3 separate regions of the Mus musculus genome follow, and all the other regions are linked to region 2. A link is a contact called in public Hi-C and HiChIP or PLAC-seq data. All regions are on one chromosome and are shown on one strand. The core of a region is the stretch at or near the end of the contact, and the rest is flanking DNA. Distances in the headings are between cores, read along the strand shown.

The links. A called contact is a pair of places that touch in the nucleus more often than the background predicts. HiChIP or PLAC-seq counts read pairs in DNA pulled down with a chosen protein or histone mark.
Region 1: an H3K27ac HiChIP or PLAC-seq map of embryonic stem cells shows a contact between it and region 2, with 7 read pairs. The contact joins the promoter of a here to the promoter of Ahcy in region 2. A contact is called at or near these places in 2 of 39 promoter capture datasets (the HPC-7 cell line and HPC-7-derived erythroid cells), 1 of 15 datasets of contacts at CTCF or cohesin (CD8 T cells), 4 of 484 Hi-C or Micro-C datasets (CD4 T cells, CD8 T cells, embryonic stem cells and 1 more), 7 of 115 datasets of contacts at active chromatin or transcription factors (CD8 T cells, the HPC-7 cell line, effector CD8 T cells and 2 more) and 2 of 9 other capture datasets (adipose tissue and liver).
Region 3: a Hi-C map of muscle stem cells shows a contact between it and region 2, with 2.0 times the contacts expected there. The contact joins the enhancer-like site here to the promoter of Ahcy in region 2. A contact is called at or near these places in 1 of 39 promoter capture datasets (pre-B cells), 1 of 15 datasets of contacts at CTCF or cohesin (CD8 T cells), 8 of 484 Hi-C or Micro-C datasets (CD8 T cells, Sertoli cells, Th1 cells and 5 more), 6 of 115 datasets of contacts at active chromatin or transcription factors (the 230-238 cell line, CD8 T cells, embryonic stem cells and 1 more) and 3 of 9 other capture datasets (adipose tissue, liver and pancreatic islet).

The regions. Positions count from the first base shown.
Region 1 is chr2:155,011,425-155,015,149 of GRCm38.p6, forward strand. It overlaps a (nonagouti), which reads left to right and starts at 2,146. Exons shown (of 4, transcript NM_015770.3): 1 at 2,146-2,217.
Region 2 is chr2:155,072,369-155,076,464 of GRCm38.p6, forward strand. Ahcy (S-adenosylhomocysteine hydrolase) reads right to left here and starts at 2,129. Exons shown (of 10, transcript NM_016661.3): 1 at 1,997-2,129. The coding sequence starts at 2,024. It overlaps Gm39966 (a long non-coding RNA gene), which reads right to left and starts at 1,806. Exons shown (of 2, transcript XR_866885.2): 1 at 1,582-1,806; 2 at 1-1,338. It overlaps Gm45609 (a long non-coding RNA gene), which reads left to right and starts at 2,144. Exons shown (of 3, transcript XR_001783519.2): 1 at 2,144-4,096.
Region 3 is chr2:155,031,440-155,035,553 of GRCm38.p6, forward strand. The region is part of intron 1 of a (nonagouti); the gene reads left to right. Among named protein-coding and RNA genes, the nearest start is that of Gm39965, 12 kb to the right of the region's middle. Within about 2 kb of position 1,847, at least 21 of the 459 cell types and tissues checked have an H3K27ac peak or open chromatin away from gene starts, as enhancers often do. A contact at or near this core is called in CD8 T cells, Th1 cells and muscle stem cells, where this site is marked.

The sequences.
Region 1 (3,725 bases), core at 896-3,395, 61 kb before region 2:
GAAAACAGAAACCACAGAGGAATGCCTGCTTGGTGATTGCTTCCTCTGTCTCATGCTGTTAGCTCTCTTCTTATCCACAGAAGTGGCATCAGCCACAGTAGGCGGGGTCCTTCCATATCAATCAAATTGATGCCCCATAGACAAGCCCACACAGGACAGTCTAATCAAGCAGAGTTGCCAGGCAAGGTTCCCTCTTCCTAGGTGACTCTGGGTTGTGTCACGTTGAGAGAAAGCTAACCAAGAGATTAGTGCAAAGCTGTAATTCTAGCACAAAAGAGATGAAGGCAAGAGGACTGGAAAATTCCAGAGCACTTGAAGCCAGTCTGGGATACATGTGATGCTATGGGGGAGGTAGATTAAAAATAAAATAAACACTATTATAAATTATTAAAGACGATCTTGCTGCTTTTCCTCAAGAATACCAAGTGACGAGGTAAACAAAATACAAAACAAGAAAACACACATTTCATAGTCTGGTGTGAGAGATCACATCTGTAATCTCAGCACGGGCCAGAGCTTTACAAGTGAGTTCTCCAACAGCTCGGGTCACAGAACGAAATCCTGTTTCACAAAATGAAAAGTCAAACAAACAGAAGACTCTTGCTCCTGGCGTCCTGCCTCAGACTGCTAGACATCCTATGATAGGTAATAAAGAGTTTAAATATGCAGACAATCTCAAGCCAACAAATGTGGAAACCGTGAGAAGTAGATAGAAGGAAGAAAAACCTTAAAATAAATTGAGTAATAGGCTATATTGTAAATAATGTACTCTGATCAATCTAGATTGATAAGTTCTACTAAATTTTCAGCAAAGAGAAAATCAGCAAATTTCAGCAAAGTGTGTGTGTGTGTGTGTACACAATATAGCTATATGCAATGTTTCCAGAAAAATGTAAAGAAAAGACAGGGAGCCATGGCTGAGTTCAAGGAGATCATTCTCGGGGACACGGGGAGTTTGGGGACAGCCTAGGACAGTCTTGGAAAGGGGGTATGGATGTTGAGCAGACAATTTTCCAAGCAAGAAGACCCCAGTTCAGATTCCCAACACCTGTGAGGCTGGCTGTGCCGGTGCACATCTGTTACCATGGCACCATGGGAATCAGAAACAAGAGGATGCCTGGGATTTACTGGCCTGGCCAGTCAGACTAGCTAAACTGGCAAGATCCCTGTTCAGTGTCTCAAAGATCTGAGAGAGAGAGAGAGAGAGAGAGAGAGAGAGAGAGAGAGAGAGAGAGAGAGAGAGAGAGAGAGAGAGAGTCACAGATACAAACACACATACACACACACACACACACACACACACACACACACACACACATATATACATGTTTGTAGTCCACATCTATCCTGTGCTAATGCCTGTAATCCCAGCACATTGGAGATAAAAGCAGGATCAGGAGAATCTGGAGTAAAAGCCACCTTTGGTCTAGCCTGAGCTACATAAGACACTGTCTCAACAAACAAACAAACAAACAAACAAACAAACAAACAAACAAACAAAAGGATTCACATCATCCAGAGGGTCATAAATTGTGACCTTATAAATTTTAGCTTGTTCAAGGAAAAACCCAGAGAAGAGCGGAGAGCCGCAGCCTAATCCTTCAGAGTCAGCTCAAGAACCGCTCCTTCCGGTGGTGAAAATTTGAGAAATTTGAAAATTATGAGACCAATATTGGTAATTCCCTAAGAGAGTCTACCAATCGTGCAGGCCAGGCCTCAGCCATCTGCCTACCCAGTTGGCTTAGTTTCTCTACCAACTGTTCCTTAGCCCACCCAGACTCTCCCAGGGAAGTTCAATTAAGCCGTGCCTTGATGGGATTTGTTTTTCCAGGTCAAGTTACTAGGCCTAGGTTTCTCTGTGTCCCCTGGGGTTAATTCTGAATTAAATCCTCATTAACTCTTTCTATAGAGTAACCTCAGTGCATCCCCTTCTCTTCCATCCTCCCCTAACCTCCATGTCAACACCAATTTCAGTTCCTAAGACTCGGGAGAAATATAGGGAGCGCAGACCACAAAACTTGTGGCCTCTGGGACGAGTCTGAACCTACTGGGCTGAAAGCAAAGGGGTAAGATGGGGAAGGCAGCTACCAGGGACTTCTGGGGGTCTTTAAAAATGTCTCACAGCAATGCTCCTTGCCTCTGCCATTCAAGGACAGGAAAGACATTCTGGCCTGGCTTCCCTTAGGGGAGCTGATGCGGAGTAGAGTCACTTGTGCTGTAAGTAGGAGGAACCTGTTGTCTCGGTTTTGTTGGCTTTGGGGTTCTATCTCCTCCTTCTGTATGGTTCCCTTTCAGGTAGCCTGGGCTGCGGGAGACCTGGCTATAACACAAACCCTGGTCCTAACTTGAACTGTACTGTGGAATATGCTCTTCTCTCCTGCTTGCTGCTTTTCACTCCTTTTCAACGTGAATCTATCAGCATCTTGCTCTTGAGACAGAGTGAAATTTGGAATAATGTTTATAGAATGACCAGTTGTTCTCTTGTTCTTACATTTTAAGTAGCAAACAACAGCTTGCGGCAAGCTTCCTTGGTTAGATGGCCTTTACTCTTTTGTGGGATGCGTAGGAATTCAGTTGGCAACTTTGCTTCCAGATGTGGAAAGAAGTTCTTCCTCGTTTCTTGGAAAGTTAAACGGGTCTATTTGATTCACAGATGGAGGTCAGAGCTGTTAAGAGATTAACACTGAGGATGTAAGCAACATTTTGCTGACTAGCCAAGTATCTCCCCTGCAACCCCCAGTTCTCTTTACCCTGCTTTGCCATTCCCTAGCAGTAAAACCATAAAAAGCATAGTATTCTCAGAAGAACTCCTTGGTGTCAACTTTGACCCAGAGTCACACTGGAATGCTGCTTTATATTTTCTTCAGAGTTGCTTGTAGGATCTGTGTTCAACCCATTCATACAGATCAAAATTTAGCACTTAGGAATCCATCTGTCTGATTAAATTAGTTCACTTTGTACTCATTACAGTAAAAGCCAATCACCCAAATGTCATTTATTGCAACCTGCCTTTGCCTTTATATGTGTTGAATATTTTTAGACTTGATACCCAGTTCGACTAAATGTCCATTAGATGGAAGCTTGAGTGATGCCTGCAACTGTGGCTGAGTCTGCTGTGTCTCAGTGACGTTGGATATTTGTTCCACTGTTTGCTTTGGAGAGGCGTGGGTGGCTGAATGGAGGACACATTAATGTCACGCTTGGTTTTCTTTGTTTGAGGGAGATCTTATGGACCAAGAGCATCTCAGCCCCAGCATCCAGTGCTCTGGTGGCGCTCATGCTGTCCCCAGAGGTCTCGTGTGTATTCTGAAGGTTTGCTCAGCCGACTCTCTTCGGTTCTGACTTGATTCTTTCCAGCAGGAAATTGCATCTGCCATCCAAGCCTCCTCCCTCCTTCTGCTTTAAAGTTGTGGAAGCTGCTGAGAAGATCACTGACTTCGGCCACACTTAGGGAGTTCACAACACCCTCCAAGTGAAAGGAATTGAGAGAGGCTGTTCCACAGCTCTGTCGATAGGGTACTTGCCTTGAAAGATTTTCGAATTCCCGGCCAATGCACCAAATAAAAGACCCCCGAAGTGAGACCCTTACTCAGACACTCAAGTCCCGGGACAGCCGCGTACCCAAGAAGACACTGAGACCATACATAAAATGTAGAAGGTAAGATTTAATAAGGCAGCAACATGAAAGCACACAGACCAGAGCTCTGGGGTCGAAATAAAGCAGC
Region 2 (4,096 bases), core at 879-3,378:
GGCTCAAAAAGCAGGAAAACAAAATGGGAGCAAGGAGATCACAGACCTGTGAGGAGAGATGAGACTGGGGACTGGTAGCCATGGAGAGAAAAGTGGCAGATCTCCTCACATAAAACTAACACTATACCATACGGGCCTATCTGTCTCAGCCGTGTGCCTGGGTCTCAATACCTCCAGTGACCAGCAGGCCCTGGCACAGAGGAGTCAGAAAATGTCTACCGGCCATACCAGCTGCAAAAAAAATAAATAAGCAAAAATTCATGAAGAGATGGTACAGGACAAGGAAAAAGAAAAAGAAATAATGAATGAAATAGAGGGGAAAAAGGAAGGAGGGGGCTGGAAAGATGGCTTGGTGGTTAAGAGCTCTCTGGCTGCTCTTCTAGAGGGCCTGAGTTCAAGCCCCTGCACCCACATGGTAACTGACTACTGCCCATAACGCCAGACGGAACTGTGGAACCCTTTCTAAACCCACTTCTTCAAAATAAGGAGAATCAACTTGAACCTGAGCCCAAGGATCATAGGAAATGCCAAACGAGTAAGGTCTAGCATACAGCATACCCTACTTGATGGGCAAATCATGCCTCCACCCTTACACAGGCAAGAACCCAGCCTTATCTTCATCCATACAATCTGTGGTCCCCCCCTCCCAATCTTCATCCATACAATCTGTGGTCCCCCCCCCTCCCAATCCCTCCCTACACAGTATGTCGAGCCTCCATTCTAGCTCTTCCGCCAAGACAACACTGACTTAAACCTCTCTGGGCTTCAGTCTTAGCATCTACCCAGTGGAGACAATAAACTGCCCTGCTGGCTGATTAACTATCTTAATAAGAATTTGCAAAGCCACTTCCCTAGGTTCCTGTGTAATGGGATAGCATTCATCTCCCTTTGAGGACCCTTTCCAATTTAATAGAGTATTGAAATTATTTTAAAAGCTAACCAGCCTGAATTGCTTTGTTTTTCTGTTTGTTTGGTTTGTAGTTTTGTTTTGATAGGGTCTCCCCATCTTGTCCAGGTTGGTCTGGAATTCACTGTATGCCCAGGCTGACCTCTGAAATGAGCTGATCGATTCCTTGGCCTCAGTAGTGATAGCAGGGCTGGGATTACAAGCTTGTGTCACTAGGCACAGTTTGAATTGGATTGTGTTGAAATTCCATTAGGGTTGTTTCAAGTGTATTGCCTTGTATACAGACAGCAGTGGAAGAGATGAGCTTAGAGGTCATGATGTCCTGAGTCCAAATTCTAACCAGCTGCTTTCCAGTTACAAGATTCTGGGAAAATGCCCTTTATACCTCTGGATATTCATTGTAAACATAAAACCGTTCCTTCCATGGAGAGCTACAATAATAAGACGGGTTAGTCTAGAATAATGCTATAAGGCAGTGCCCATCCCACTGTAAACGCTCAAGTTAAGGTGTGTTTACTCAGACAGCTTTCTATAATCGGGACAAAACGAACAGTAATTTCTAACCACTCCAAATTTTCTAGACATCCACTAGATATCCCAGAGATTGAGCAGATGGGACCCTAAGTTCCCGTTGCACCGAGACTAGCCGTTTCCAGGCCTCTCCTCATTAGCACCTAGAACACTGATGCTCTCTCCGGCCCTGCTCAAGGCCCAGAAGACGGTGGGCCCTTGCTAGGGGCCACCCAAGCCGCCAAACGCCAGGGCCAGGGTCTGGGCCTCTAGGGCCGCTTCCCAATGGCCAGTCTCTCCGACAGGAGCACGCTGCCCGACCAAAGATCACAGCCCGCGCTGCCGCTCTGGGCGCCTACCGCGGGGCACGCCGGGACTTGTAGTCCGCGGCCGTTTCCCACTCCTGGCTCTCGGCGGCGTGTGGACTCCAATCCCCGGGCACCTGCGCGGCCAGGCCAGCGATTCTAGGGGTCCCGGGGCGCCCCGAAGCCGCCACCTAAACAAGACGCAGGTCGGTACTGACAACAAACCCAGGACGGGAGCCGAGTCGCCACGGAGGACTGAACCCTTGGGACTCACCGACTTTGTAGGGCAGTTTATCAGACATGCTGGCGGCGCTTCCGCTAGGACTGATGAACTCAGTGAAGGGGGCCGGGCGGCGCGGGGCAGGGATCTACGCCTGGCGCCGGCGTCTTTAAATATCTTCTTATTTGAATATTCATGAACCTGCTGGGGGCTGAAACTTAGGGGCGGAGCCTAGCTCGAGGCGTTGAGCGGAGCGGGAGCAAGGCTGATCTCTGCCTCAAAAATCATAAATTTTGTGCACTGTGGCCTTTGGACCCCTGGCACTCGACTAGGAGGGAGCGTGGAGAGAGGCGGTTCTTCTCCCATCCGTCCAGCCAGTGAATCAGAGGTCAAAACAAGGCAGAATTCTTAGACTCTAGCCAATTTACTAACCTGAGCCTTAACTGCTTCAATTGTAAAACTCTTGCAAGATCAAAGTAAAGAGCTGGGCCTAGTGGTATGTGCCTGTGAATCCCCACTCTGGAGACAGTGTCTGAAATCTCCCGCTCTGGAGCCAGAGCCAGGAGATTTGTCACAAATTCGAGGCCAGTCTGCTCTATCGCTAATTAGTTCCAGGCCAACCGAGGCTACAGAGTGAGGCCCTATCTCAAAAACAAAGAAAGAAAAATCACCGGTTGCAATTGTGTCACTCTCTCCTCCCTCTGTTTGCCTTTCCTTGCTCGCCCCCACCCCCTCCTCAACACCTTCTCATTCGGTAGTCTTTCTTGGTGATTCACAGGCTGCTCACATGGAAATGACTGCGGAGCTATCCGCAGGAGCATAGATAACTCACCAATGACTATACACCTGAAGAGTATGACTTCTCTCTCAGCGGCTCTCAGCGGCTAGCTTTCAGGAAGGAAACCAGGCCCCATGTTGTGTGCATATACCATCTCTGGGGAGTTCAGTTGGCCCCTTTGTAAAAAGTTGGCCTCCGTTGGACTTATCTGTCTCCTCATGGAGTAACAAGGAGGGTCACAAGACCTTCTCCTGGGTGTCCAGCTGCACCCTACCTCCTGTTATATGCAATTCTGCCTAAACTGAACATGACCTCAGGGAAGGACTAGAGTATGTAGTCAGGGAAGTAGGTTCCAGCTACCCGTCTACTGGCGAGGCCCTCATCCCTGCTGGTTGAGGTGTGGTCTCCAGCTGTGGTCTTTGGGGAAAAGCATCATTCATACCCCTATCTGGTAAGTACCCCCTGACCTGTGTATGCGTTGTCAGGAAGCTCACTGACCTCACCGGTTCCCCCAGAAGGATCTTCCGCAGAATCATACCTCAGTTTATTTGGGAGGAGGTGTAGATTTTGCTTCTGTCTCCTAGGAGGGAATTTTAGCAATGTCCCGGGACACCTCCCCCATCCATGACTGAATGTTGCTGGGGATCCAGTGTTGTGCAGGTCCTGGGCAAATAGCTGCAGTTGTGAGTTCTGATTGCAACGGCCATGCCGTGTGGGTCCACAACCCTCCTCCCCTCCATCCAGTTCTTACGTTCTTTCTGCTCCTCCTCCTATGGTGTTCCCCTGAGCTTTGAAAGGGCGTGATATGATCTGAGACAGTCACACTCAGCACCTCGACCAGCCATGGTCATTTGCATTACCTGTCATTTGCTACAAAAGGAGATTTTTCTGACCAAAACTGAGGACTGTGCCACTCTGTGACTATAAACAAATATTTAGGAGACAACATTTAACTCAACAGTAGTAGGCTCCTCCTGAAGACCTACCGTTTCCCCAGCTATGCATCTTTGACTAGACTCACAGTAACAAGTATAAACTCCCTCCTCTCTCTATCTTTTGTCTGTCTATCTGTCTGTTTGTTTCAGCCTATAGACCAGGATGTAACTCTCAGCTACTGCCCCAGCACTGTGAGTGCATCATACTCTGGAAATATCCCCACCATGCCCCACCACGATGATAATAGACTAATCCTATGAAACTGTAAGCAAGCCCACAATCAAATTCTTTCTTTTAAGAAACAGAGGAGTAAATTCAGTGGGAGGTGGAAAGAGACTGGGAGGGAAGGAGGGAGGGAAATTGTGGTTGGAAGGAAGGAAGGAAGGAAGGAAGGAAGGAAGGAAATGATGTATTTATTTTTAAAAAATCTTAATTTTACA
Region 3 (4,114 bases), core at 597-3,096, 41 kb before region 2:
CCTAATGTAAAAGTGTCAGCCATCACCCGACAAGGCATCTCCCCTTAAGGTTTCTGAGGGAAAGTGAGATCTTGCATTTGGGGGAAACAGGCTGCGTTACCATGTGACTGTACCCCATAATAGAAGATGAAAAGAGGGTCATATGTGACTTGGGCAACATGGTAGGCGTCATTCTTTTTCTGGGTAAGGGGTGTGGGGTTTGATTAATGTGTGATCCAGGCTATGTCAGCTGCCTTTGACTTGAAGGCAGCAAAGGCATTCAGTGTGCTTCCACCCTACTGAAAGCCCTCTCTGATTAGAGCCTGCTACTTAGCCTGTGTTCTTCAATAATCACAGCCCCCACAGGCACGCATTCCTCTTGGAATCCGTTAGGCACAAGGATTAGATTAGTCAATTTAGTCCAGACAGAGAGATATTGCTCAAGACCATAAATCATTTTAGTATCGTTAAAAATATATCCTGGTAAGAAATAGTTTATTCAACATTATTTCAGACTTCCTGGTGGCTAAGGCCTATAATTCTAGATATTCGGGAAGCTAAGACAAGAGGTTCATGAATTCAAGGTCAGCCTGGGCTACAGAATGAGTTCAAGTCCTGTCAAGGCAACTGATAAAAAAAAAAAAACTGTCTGGAAATAGTTAAAAGAGATCTGAGGATGTAATGTGGAAGTAGAGTACTTGTCTATCATGTGCAAGGTCCTAAGTTCGACCCCCAGTACTAAAGAAAAGAGTGCTGATATAGAAGAAAGAACTGTGCTCAACTCTGAATACAGCAATGGCAACTGAATAAAACAGAGTAAGAAAGATAATGAGGAAGATGATGGGTGAAAACCACCCACCCAGAGCCTCGGTTCGCAACCTGAGTCTAAACCTCTCTGGGGATCGAATGACCCCTTCAGAGGAGTCGCCTAAGACCATCGGAAAACACAGATATTTACATTATGATTCATAACTAGAAAAATTTCAGTTGTAAAGTAACAATGAAATAATTTTATAGGTGGGGGTCACCACAACATGAAGTACTGTATTAAAGGGTTGCAGCCTTAGGAAGGTTGAAAACAACTTCCTTAGAGGAAATACCAACAGTAAGGAGATTCGTGTTAACATAATGGAATATTTGCTAACGGCGGGCAAGGGGGGTTAGGAGCTTAGGCAGTATCAGACAGTGGGAGGTTGCTAAACTGACTTGACAGGACTCTTACTAAACCTGGGTCAAGATCAAAGCCCTGATAAGTAAACAGGCCCAGAGGGACCTAGCTGAAATTTTGATCAGGAAAAAAGTCTTGGGAAGAAAGAAGTCCTTCTCCTTCCGACTCTGCTGCTTGGCTCAACTATGAGAGAGAGAGAGAGAGAGAGAGAGAGAGAGAGAGAGAGAGAGAGAGAGAGAGAGAGAGAGAGAGAGAGAGAGAGAGAGAGAAAGAGAGAGAGAAAAAGAGAGAGAGAGAGAGAGAGAGAGAGACCTGCTTCCCTCTGCCAGCCCCTTCTGACTGCAGACTTCAGATTTGGCCTCTCAACCAGCAGACACATTTCTGACTCAGTCTAATTCCTGATGAGGGGGTCAGAGAAGCGTGCTTCTCAGAAGGGGAGCCCCATCCCTGAGAGCCCATCCCTGAGAGCCCATCGGCAGCGAGAGGAACTCTTCTTTCGCTGGCACCTCTTCAGTCATCTGACAGACAGCATCCCCTGTGTGGATAGAGCTGAAGAGCAGCTGTTCTGGTTTTGTTTTGTTTTAATTTCTTTCATAACAAGCTGGACTTGGCCAGGACAGCAAACTACAGCCTGGAGAGGTTTTAGGTTGTTCTGGTTCTCATCTTTGAGACAGAGTCACACACAGCCGAGGATGTCTTTGAACTATATACAGCCTTCGTGTGCGCAGAATGCTGGGATTGCAGGTTCTTTGACAGCTTGTTTTGTTTCGTTGTGGGAGATTGTTTTTGTCTTTTTGTCTTGTTTGAGGCAGTCTCACTGTGTAGCTCATAACGCCTTCAAAGTCGTGAGCCTCTTGCCTACCACCACCCCCCCCCCCCACACACACACACACATGCTGGGATTGCGTGCAGAGGAGGAACGTCGTCGTCGTCTCTTGGGCTGGTGATCTTCCTTCTCTTACACTTCAGGAAAAGGGCGGAGCTAATCTCGTAGCTCTGGAGTCAGATTTACTATTGACTTCGTCCTCTGCTGTGATGCTTCGGTAACCTTGTGCACTGAGTTCCCATTTTCACCATGGAATAGGTAGCTTTTACATTTTTGTCTATTTTTCAAAGTTCATGAGAGGGTGTGGCATATGAGTGTGGAGATCCAAGGCTGTCTCTGGGAGTTGGTTCTCTCCTTCTGCCTTGAGGAGGCAGGGCCTCTCTTGTTCCTCCTGCTGCGCTGTTCTCCACGCTTCTTAGCCCCGAGCCTTGGCTAATTCCTCTGTCTCTGACTCCCATCCCTCTATAGGAGTGCCCGGGTTACAGATGGGGTAACACAGCATCCAGCTTTGTAGATGGGTTTCAGAAATCAAACACAGGTCTTTAGGCTCACACAGAGAGTGCTTTTACCCACTGAGCCATTTCCATCTCCCGTGGTCCCAGTCTGTAGCTGTGTTTGTGTGTGTGTGTGTGTGTGTGTGTGTGTGTGTGTGTGTGTGTATACTACACATGCACAGGCATCCTCAGAGGTCATAGGAGGGTGTTGGGTCCCCTGGAACTGAAGTTATATAATTGTGATCTGAAATGTGGGTGCTGGGAACTGAACCTGGTCCTCTGCAACAGCACCACTCTTAACTACTGAGTCATCACTCCCGACCCAAGCGCTAGCTATACCTTTTGAAGAGGGTTAAATGCATATAATTACCTACAACAGAGCCTGCCATGAAGAAGGCTCTCAGCAAATGGTAGCTACTATGATTCACAATCCTGTTTTGTTGTTGTTGTTGTTGTTGTTGTTTTGTTTTGAGTAAATAGTTTGAGTTTTCGTACAACGGGAGCACACTACAACGAGCTGGACATCTGTGTTTCTACCTTCCCTCCTACTCTGCACCTCCATTTCCTTATCTGTCGAATCAGGGTGGAGAAACCCAACCCGTGTCTCTTACAAATCACAATCACCCTGGAGCTTATTTAAAACAGGTCTCTTGAAGCTGGGGATGTCAGTCAATGGTAGAACGTGTGGAGAATGCAGGAAGCCCTGGATTTGATCCCCCAATATTGCATCAACTGGGTATGGTGGTACAGTCTTATAGTCCCAGCACTTGGGAAATAGAGGCAGGAGGATCAGGACTTCCTGATTATCCAGTTTCAGGTCACCATGATTTACAAAACAAGCTGAGTTGCTGGCAGTAGTTCCTGCCTAAAATCTCAGCTCTTGGGAGGCTGGGGTAAGAAGATGGCTGTGAGTTTAAGGGCAGCCTGAACTATCAAATGAGTTCCAGGTCAACCTAGGATAGAGGGAGGCTCTGCCTCAAAACAAAACAATGCAAAACAAAAGAGGGAGATGTCTCCTTGGTTGTTTAAGGTTCGGTGATATAGGGCTTGTCTAGACTGCATGAAGCCCGATGTTCAATCTTTAGTGAGCCGGGGCAGAGGAGGAATGGAATGGAATGGAATAGAGAAAGAAGGACACTTTATATTTAATAGTCAAAGAAGGAGACGGTAGGGGTATCAGAGTTGGCCAGCGATCCAGCCACGTAAAGGGGTAGAGGAGTCAGACTCAGTGCCAGGGAGAGAACACTAAGGGTCGAGGGCAAAGATTTGAGCGACTGGTATACCCCACCAACAGAAAGTACCATGTGTCTGTAACACGATGGTTTAGAATGGGACTCTATTAAATGAACTCAAGGAAAGTAGTAAGGCATTATAGGAAATGAGGATTTTATTTCAGGGACAATAGCAAACCAGCTAGGTGGTACCTGCAATCTAGCACTTGCAAGGGGATCAAGAGTTCAACCCTAGTTACCTTCCGTTTTTCTTTCACCTGGATGCCCATGGTTGATCTGAGAGCACTTCCCTCACCAACCTATCTCCCTAGCATGACATGAGAATTTTTTCTTTTCTTTTTAAGAAGATTTTTCTAATTTACTTTTATTTTATGTATATGAGTGTTTCACCTGCATATATGTCTGTGTGCCTGGT